Regions from separate parts of the Gossypium hirsutum genome. Here region 1 is linked to region 2. Evidence: chromatin contacts called from public Hi-C data. All regions are on one chromosome and are shown on one strand. The core of a region is the stretch at or near the end of the contact, and the rest is flanking DNA. Distances in the headings are between cores, read along the strand shown. Region 1 has its middle 9.6 kb from the start of LOC107906001. Region 2 holds the start of LOC107906004 (O-fucosyltransferase 23).

Evidence for each region. A called contact is a pair of places that touch in the nucleus more often than the background predicts.
Region 1: a Hi-C map of leaf shows a contact between it and region 2, with 1.8 times the contacts expected there. The contact joins the enhancer-like site here to the promoter of LOC107906004 in region 2. A contact is called at or near these places in 3 of 34 Hi-C or Micro-C datasets (all in leaf).

Annotation. Positions count from the first base shown.
Region 1 is chrD05:12,707,088-12,711,710 of Gossypium_hirsutum_v2.1, forward strand. No RefSeq gene overlaps it. Among protein-coding and RNA genes, the nearest start is that of LOC107906001, 9.6 kb to the right of the region's middle. Within about 2 kb of position 3,069, at least 5 of the 9 cell types and tissues checked have an H3K27ac peak or open chromatin away from gene starts, as enhancers often do. A contact at or near this core is called in leaf, where this site is marked.
Region 2 is chrD05:12,665,179-12,669,702 of Gossypium_hirsutum_v2.1, forward strand. It overlaps LOC107906004 (O-fucosyltransferase 23), which reads left to right and starts at 1,607. Exons shown (of 2, transcript XM_016832827.2): 1 at 1,607-2,073; 2 at 2,371-4,205. The coding sequence starts at 2,542. The coding sequence ends at 3,891.

The DNA.
Region 1 (4,623 bases), core at 1,819-4,318, 43 kb after region 2:
TGATGGTTTTCTACCTAAGCTTGAAGTTCCCCAGAAGAAACTGTGAGCTAGCTTGTCAATTTCCTTGTAGATCGTGATTGGAATTTTAGTCGTAGCCATAAAATAATTGGGAATCGTAAGTAATACTGACTTAAACAATGTGAGGCGACAAGAAAATGACAACTTACTAGCATCCCACCCATTCAGTCGATTCCGGATCTTACCCAAAATAAATTGAAATTTTTTGTCCATACTCTGTTGTGAAAAAATGACATACTGAGATATTTCCCCAAGTTGTGAACTTTTGAGAAACCTAGCTTTCCGCATATAACTGTTGCTAGTTCCTCAGACACACTGTGAGAAAAAATTGATCGAGTCTTCTTTCCGTTAACTTTGTGGCCAAAGAAACGATAGAATTGATTTAGAATGTGCTTTAGGCAATCCGCTCCATTTTCATCGGCTCAACAGAAAAGCACCAGATCAACAGCAAAAAATAGAGGGGACACGTATAATTGTCTACGTCAAAGCATGAACAATTCCCATCTTCCTTCCTCAATAGCTATTTTAATCAAGTAACCCAATCGTTCCATGCCAGGAACAAAAAGGTATGGACAGAACAGATCTCCCTATAGCACTGCTCTAATTGGTTTGAAGTTATCTGAAAAGCAACCATTCCGAAGCAATTGCATTGTCGATGATGAAACGCATTACGTGATTATTCTAACAAACGATTCTAGAAGCCTATCATCTAATAGAGTGTCATTTAAAAAATCCCACTGCACCCTGTCATAAGCCTTCTCAAGATCTACCTTGATTACCATCCAACCCTTTTTGCACATTGTATTCTTCATAGTGTGAATCGATGCCTGGACAACAATAATGTTATCAGTAATGTTTTGCGATGCAATGAAACTTGATTGATTCTATTTTCTTAGCACATTCATAGCTTATCGAAGACGAATAATAATAGTCTTTGTAATAATTTTATACAGAACCGTACATAAGCTAATGGGCCTATATTGACTAATCAACTCTACACCAATGCTTTTAAGAATAAGGGTCAAGAGAGTTCTGTTATGTTTTGGGTCTAAAACTCCTCCCGAGAAAACATATTGAACCATCTGAAAGACATTGTTTCCGACGATATCCCAATTTGCTTGGTAAAATTTGACATCAAAACCATACACACCCGACGCTTTGAGTGAGACCAGGATAAAAATAGAACGTTAAATCTATTCCATATTGACCTCGACAAATAAATCACTCACAATATGAGATTCTTGATTTGGAAAACTCCACTTGACAATAAATCCCCAAATCGAGTATGGGTCCACTGTATATAACAGTAAGAAATACTCAACCGCATTTGTCCTAATGATTTTAATATAATGGCACCACTCATTACCCTTTATTTTCAAACTCACAATTCGGTTCTGTCGACCCATCTTCATTGTACGATTATGGAAGAAACTTGTATTTCTATCCCCAATCAGTAACCACTCACTCCTAGACTTCTGAAACCAAAATATTTCCTTTTGGTTCAGAATTTTTTCAATGTCAAGTCGCACTTCTGTTTCCCTAAATCTAAGGCTCGTGCTATTATTTTGTTTCAAAGCTTTTTGTATGTGTTCCAATTTCATCCTTGTTTTTTCTAGAAAAATTGCTATTAAACATTGTTTTGTTGTAGACTTGGATAAACTAAGTAAAGTTCTCTAAATTCACCGCAATGTCTGCTTCGTTACTCCAAGATTTTAACACAACATCTTGATACTCAGGGTGCGTCAACCAACTAGTAAGAAAATGAAAAGGTCGGTCTCATTCCTTTAACCTCTTCGGATACGCCGAGATCAACAACGAATGACGGTTAGACTTCAGCCTGTGTAAATGCCGCACAGTTGCGTTAGATGCAAAAGCTTGCTAACACTCATTGCAAATAGATCGATGCAATCTTTGAAATGAATTTCCACTGTTCCACATAAACATTTGTCCCTGAAATGCTAAATTAAGAAGTCTATGTTGTAAGAAAAAAGACCTTAAACAAATACTCCCTACTCAACTAGGTTCAGAACCGTCCTGTCTTTCTTCCGAGCATATAATGACATTAATATCACCTGCAATCATCCATGGCTCACTTAAGTGGTAATCTGATTCAACTTACCCCACAATTAAACCCTTGTGCTTCGTTGTGGACATGCATAAACCGTAGTGCAAAAAAAGGGTGCTGACTTCTATCATCACGGATTCGCATATGAACAAATTGAGGATGAACTTTAAAAATCTCCATCCGAGTGCCCTCATTCCAAAATAACCATATACCCCTTACAAAGCCTAATGCTTCGATTCTAAAAGAATATTCAAAACTGGATATCGCAATGACTGGATCTACCTTAAGATCAGTAATTCGAGTTTCAAAAAAAAGCAACAAAATCTGGAGAAAACTCTGTTCTATAATCCTTTAAAAATTGTTGAACGGGTGTGTCCACACCCACAACAATTCAAAAAAAATGAAAATTGAAATCTACCATCATCAGATAAAAATAAAGAAATAAGCTTTTACCATTGAAACCATGCAGCCCCCATATCCACTAGAAATTCATTCTCCGAACCTTTAACATCAACAACATTCCTCTTCATTTCCATTTCTTCCCCAACCTCACGATTTAGCACTTATAGAATATATTTTGTTTCCCCCACTACTAACATTAAAGGCTAGTCACTTTTCGACAGGTTCGTCAGTTCTTGACCGATGTTACAACTTATTCTACTTTCTCTCTCATCATCTGGTATTTGACCAATATTTTCTCCCATTTTATTTTGTGAATCTAAAACTCGAGAGCACTGGCCCTTACTTTCTTTTTGTGACATACCTGTTTTCGAAAGAAATTTTACTAAAACATTTTTCCTCTCGTTTAAAAATAGACCCACCGCTTGAAAATTAATCTGACCAACTTTCTTAACAATTTAAATTGACCCCATTTTTTTATCAATCATCAAAAGGTTTAACATTTGGCCCAATAGATGACCCACATATTTTATTGGATTGTTTTAGTTTGTTATTATTATGTTTCAACCCATCAACCAACACTAGCCTTTTCCCTTTACCCTTACTTAGGGTTTCCTTCGCCTTTGCGTTTTCCCTTATCTACTTTTCCACCATACTACCATTCCTTTCCAAAATCCTTAATCTCCCTCGTTTTCCCCTTAAAAACTTGTTGACATCGTTATCATTTAATTCCCCAGATTTTCCTCTACCAATTCCCCATGATTCCCACCCAAAATTAGAAATTTGCAACCACTTACGATGTTAGCCTCCACAATGCCATCCGCCTTTGCCACGATCGTTCTTGTCTTCCTCCATTGGCTTCGTTCAACAATCATCCCCATCACATACTTCTTTGCTTCTACATCTTGTAACATTGTTACCCTCTTTGGTGGTTTATCTTTCTCCGGCACCATATCTATTTCTTGCCATGTGTTGTGAGGACAAGCTTCTCTATAATGCCCTTACCTTCTACTATCGAAACAAATTATGGGTAAGGATTAATATTCAACCCGTTGAATCCTTCCGTCAATCCTGAACTTTGAGATTAAAGGCTTCCCCATATCCACAAAAACCATCATTCTAACAAACTGACCCCTCGATTTAGCATCCTTCTCCTCCTTCTAAGTTTCTCACCATCAACACTATTACCCATCAATTTATCTTTCAACGATTCGTTTGTGCCACGAATCATGTTCACCGCCATTCCTTTCACATCCACTATGGGATCATCAGGGTCAGGTGGTTCCTCTGCTCTACGATGTACTTTCTTAGTTGAATGTCCAATGCGGCCACAGGAAGACGACGTTACACCAGCAATTTTCTCCATTTTTCTTGAAAATAATTTATATTTAAGAAGATCGTAGTTACATCCTACTAGAATTATTAATATAAAATAAGTAAATAACATATTAAGTCAGTTTTAAAATGTAGTCTGAAAACATTTGTTAAATTTAAGTTGTATCATAAAAATACCAAAGTTATTATAATATAAAAAAATATAGTAATTAATAAGTAATTGTCAATTTCATGAGTTTCGATCCATTGAAAATCTTAATTTATTTATTGTGATGACTTTTATTTAAAAAAATGTCATGATGTCACATACTAATAAAACCAAAATTTTAAATAAATAAAATTTTTGGCCAACAATTAAAAATAAAATGATATATATAATTTTATATCGAGTAAAGTAGAAGTTTTCTTTTTAAAGTAAGTCGTTTAATTATTCGGAATCCATTTTTGGTAAAGAAATAGTGCTTTTGATTTATTTTAGTCAAGAATGTATATATAATAATATCATGCAAAGGTGGTCACAATCAAAGTGATTGTTGATTATAATAAAAAAACTCGACTATGATACAATCACTAAATTAATCTTTATTCCCATTTGTCTAAGTCTAGATTTTATAAAATTCAAATGGGGATTGGGACAAGAACATAAAACAAGCAAAACTTGACAATGGAGGAATCATGTGGAATTTTTTACTCCTTTTTTGAAAATAAATAAATTCCCATCACCAAACGTTGCTTTCATGGATGCCATTATTATTAAGTGATAACAAATTATCTTTTTGGCTGAATGTTTATTCCTCATCTCGATT
Region 2 (4,524 bases), core at 357-2,856:
AGCTCTTTTTCAAAAAATGACTTACGCTTTTCAAAAGAGTAAGTCTTATTTTCCGTTGACCTATAAGTCATTTTCCGTTGACCAAGTTGTTTTCTGTGAAACAAACACAGAAAAATATAAAAAATATTTTCCGTAAAACCTTTTACATATAAACAAACGGACCCTGAATCTCTAAACCTTTGCTCCCTATCATTAAAAAATATTCCATAAATATGCCCAAAACTAATCTATAATGACAAATTGTTCACTTGTATAAAAAAATTACAAGGATTATGGGCAAATTACCAAGGGACTGGTGTGAATTCTGAGTCATGTTACATGTGAAATGGCATATTTGGGAGGAAAAGAGCAAAGATTCTACAGCCAAAAAGGAAATTTTGAAGGGGGGGGTTTAAAAGCTGCCATAGGAGCTAAAAGGGAGCCCCCACCAAACATCCAATTTCGGGCATTTAATTTGGCCAACGCCTAGAAATGTGAGCCAAGTTTTGGTTTGAAGGTACAGTTTCACTTTAGTTTTTGGGACATGCCCCTGCCTTGCCTAACAAAAAGACCTATAAGACTTTACCAAGCCCAATAAAGAAAAAGGCACATGGAGCAGAGCGAGATTCGGATGTGTCAGTTTTCATCCGGAAAATACTCTACAAGTGTGCTCCCATGTATTGACAACATCCCAAAAAAGACACCTCTCGCATGCGACACGGACACCCATCGTTTTCATCTCTAAACTTTCTTCTTCTACATTCTTTAACGCTTCAGACTCCCCAATTTCACAACCTCAATGGTCCACCACCCTCCACACTGCTTCTCATCTCAGCAAAGAATAGATGACCAAAACCTGTTTTTCATTTTCTTTTTAATCTAACATCTCTTAAAACATTAATGTAAACTATCTTATAAATACTGAAAGTTTTCGCTGAATAATGGAAAGCCAATAGAAATATGTTTAAAATAAATGAATTTTGGGTTGTAAATAATAGACATATGTAATAACAAAAAGGTCCTACCTACCTTCCTTCCTTCCAGCCCACGTTTTTGACTTTAGATTATGGATCATGAGTTGCCATACCATTTAAACTAACAAATAATTATTACAATGTAATATGCTAATATTCCTTTTACCTATATTTTGTAATGTATTAGTTGTTTAGAATGATTTATCTATTGGAGGTTACCAACTATAATGAAACTACGAGAATAAAAGAAATTACATTCAAATTGAAATCAACTATATTTGTGATTAAACCAATTTTTATTCGAGATTTATAACGATTAATTCATACATTTATCTTTAACCAATTGATTTTGGAAGTCAAATTAGTTTTGTTACACAGAAAGACATAGTTTCGAATACGCTGAAGTACATTATTTTTTATAATATCGAAACTTATAATTCCCATATTTTATTTCCAACTCAGAACTCACTAGAATGTACAGACAAAACCAGGCCCCGGATCCCAACTGTCAACAGATACCACTGGCCAACAAAATTGGTGAAATTTCTTTTTTTTTTTTATGCATATAGGGTAGGCACACATTATGGACCAGATATTAATTGATTTTCATACATAGGCTAAAAGAGACGAAGGAAGCGTTGTTTGTTTGTGATGTAGTTTTCTTTTTTTGGCTTTTATTTTGTGATGAGACGGTTAAAGTGCATTTATCAAATCATATAATTTTTTCCCCACCCTGATCTCTTCTGACTGCTTTGCACTTTTGCTTGTTTGTTTGCTATTTTCACACAATTATCCATCCAACATTTGTATTATATTATACTCTATTTCGTGGATTCCTACCTGTTATATTATATTTCGTCGATTCCTACTCTCTTTGTTTTTTATTATTGAAAAATAAGAAGGAAAAAAGGACACGTTTTTTCAATCACTTGTTCATGTTGTCATGACGGTGATGGGCCGTCTCGCTTTTGGTTCATGAGAATTCAGTGTTTTGTGGGTTCTTTCTCATTCGTGATCATCACATGTAAATTCCTTTTGTTTAGGATTGTTTCCTTTTCCTTCTTGGGGTTTTTTACTCCTTTGGTCACCATATTTTGATTTCTGCAGAATTCAAAGCAGGGTAAGAACTTTTACTCAATAACATCATCTTCTGGACTGTCTCTTGGGTTTCTTTTGTTAAATTTGTTAGGCTTAAAAAGAGATGCTTCATTGGTCTTTTGAATTGTTGTCGTATGGTATCACGAGGGATTAATCTTGGCTTTACATTTCTCATCCAAGTTTTTTACTTTTCTTCTTCTCCTCCTTCCTAGTGTTGAATTGAGTTTGCTTTAGACTTATGAATCAAGAATGCAATTTTTATCATTTTTTGTCAAGCTTAAATGGATACTAACGATGAATTCTTTTCTGAATTGTGTAGATTCTAAACTCAAAGCGACATATTTGGTGTCTTCTCAACTCTATATACCATCAATTCCCAAGGTTATTGTGATTGTAGGACTTGGTATGTTCTAAATCTGTTCTTGAATTCTTCTATGGACCTTTTTCAATGAGTTGGGTTATGATAGGGCTGTAAGTTTGTGAATTTCAAATGGACTTGTCCTCTAAAAGTAAGCTTTCGAGGTTAATCGGCTGCCAGTTGACTTCTCTAACTTACATATGTCTTGCACTGGTCACCATGGTTCTGTTTCTCAGAGCTGTGTTGCTCCATTCATTTTCTGGCTATGGTGTGATTGAATGGAACAACCTGGACTTGATTCTAAGCCACTCTTTGTTGTTAAACTCCCATGATGAAGGGATTCGTAGGGACAAGTATTTGGAGGTTCCTCAAATTGTTTGGGGACTAAATAACCAGAAGATAGCATTTGCAAGAGCTTGTTTGACTGCTAGAATGCTGAACCGAACTCTTTTGATGCCTAGCTTAAGTGCTTCACTTTTCTATAAGGAAATTGACCGCTTGCAGCCTATTTCCTTCGATAAAGTCTTCCAATTCGATAAGTTCAATTCACTTTGTAAGGGGTTCGTGCAATTGGGTCGTTACTCGGATCTTATGAATCAGACTGGAATATATGATCTCCAAAAGGGGAGTGGAAGAAAGTGGACAGTTGAGAGAGACATGGAGCACTTGAAGCAAAGCAGCAGGGGTCATGTTGATGAGCATGAAGTGATTAGAATTGTAGGAAAGAATCCATTTCTTTGGCATGATCATTGGCCTGTCGAGGACTATGCAAGGGTCTTTGAGTGCTTAGTTTTGGTTGATGAGATATCGAAGGAAGCAGATAAAGTTGTGTCCAAGATTAGGCAGATAGGAAAAAAGCATAGGAGCAAAACCGAGATGATACAAAGCGATTTCGATGCCAACACAGAGAGTTCTTCAACGGCAACAGCCCCTTACATTGCAGTCCATATGAGGGTAGAAATAGACTGGATGATTCACTGTAAGAAGTTAGAGCAACGATCAGGCGTAAACCAAATATGTAGTAGCAAACAAGAAATCATAGAAAGAGTGGGGAACATTGTCAGCTCAGAATCTCCCACTGTTGTGTATCTTGCTGTTGCCGATAGTCTCCTCAATGATTCTTCAATATTGAGTGGTTGGAAGAAAGGGTTGCTTCCTTTTGAGAAGAAGAAATTAGGTGTTGATGGGATTTACAAGAAGCATCCATATCTAATTCAGTCGGCAATCGACTATGAGGTGTGCTCGAGGGCCGATATTTTTGTTGGCAACAGTTTTTCCACATTTTCTAGCCTCGTAGTTCTTGAGAGAACACAAAAGATGAAGAGAATGGGCATCACAAGGTCATGCGACATCGATGTTAGGTGGCCGTCTTATGCGTACAACATATTAGGGGAATCAAACGGTCCTCAGAAATGGATGACTAACATGTCTGATTCAACTCTCCAAGCAATTAGTTATGGTTCTAATGCAATCACATGTTGAAAGTTTATGGCATACAATTTTCTACTGCAGTTCGCCATGTTGATGATGCTCGTATATACACTGTAAAGAGAAGCAGGTGAAGAGGCGTATCTTGATACAGCTGAATACTGAAATAGGGTACAGTTTTCGTTTTTGTAATTTTGGTGTCTGATATATCTTATTGTTTACAGAGAACGTATTTATTATGTTGAAGCCATTGTCCATAGATTTATTATCTTTCTTTTTCAGCTAAATATCCTCATAAAACTTTATTTGGTTACCTGTTCTTGGTTTGTGTTTACAAATGAAAAAATAGTCTTTAAAGCTTTCACCAATTCCTGTTGTAAGGTTACTTGCAAACTAATCTTGTTTTATTTGGTTTCCTGCTTTGCCAACCTGAATATTGTCACTGAATTAAACGAGAATTATGATGATTTTGGTGATCATTTGCTTTAGTTATTAATCCACTTTGTTGTTACCGCCATTCAAGGATAGGAACAGAGTGGAAAAGGTAAAGTGAAGGACCACACGTTGTTGCCACTTGCCTCCATTACAATCAAAGAATTATATTTTTGCTTACTTTTTTCCATCGTGTAGGTCCAACATTGGCCAAGACGGTCCATCTTTTCGGGCTCAATAATCCAGTTATGAATT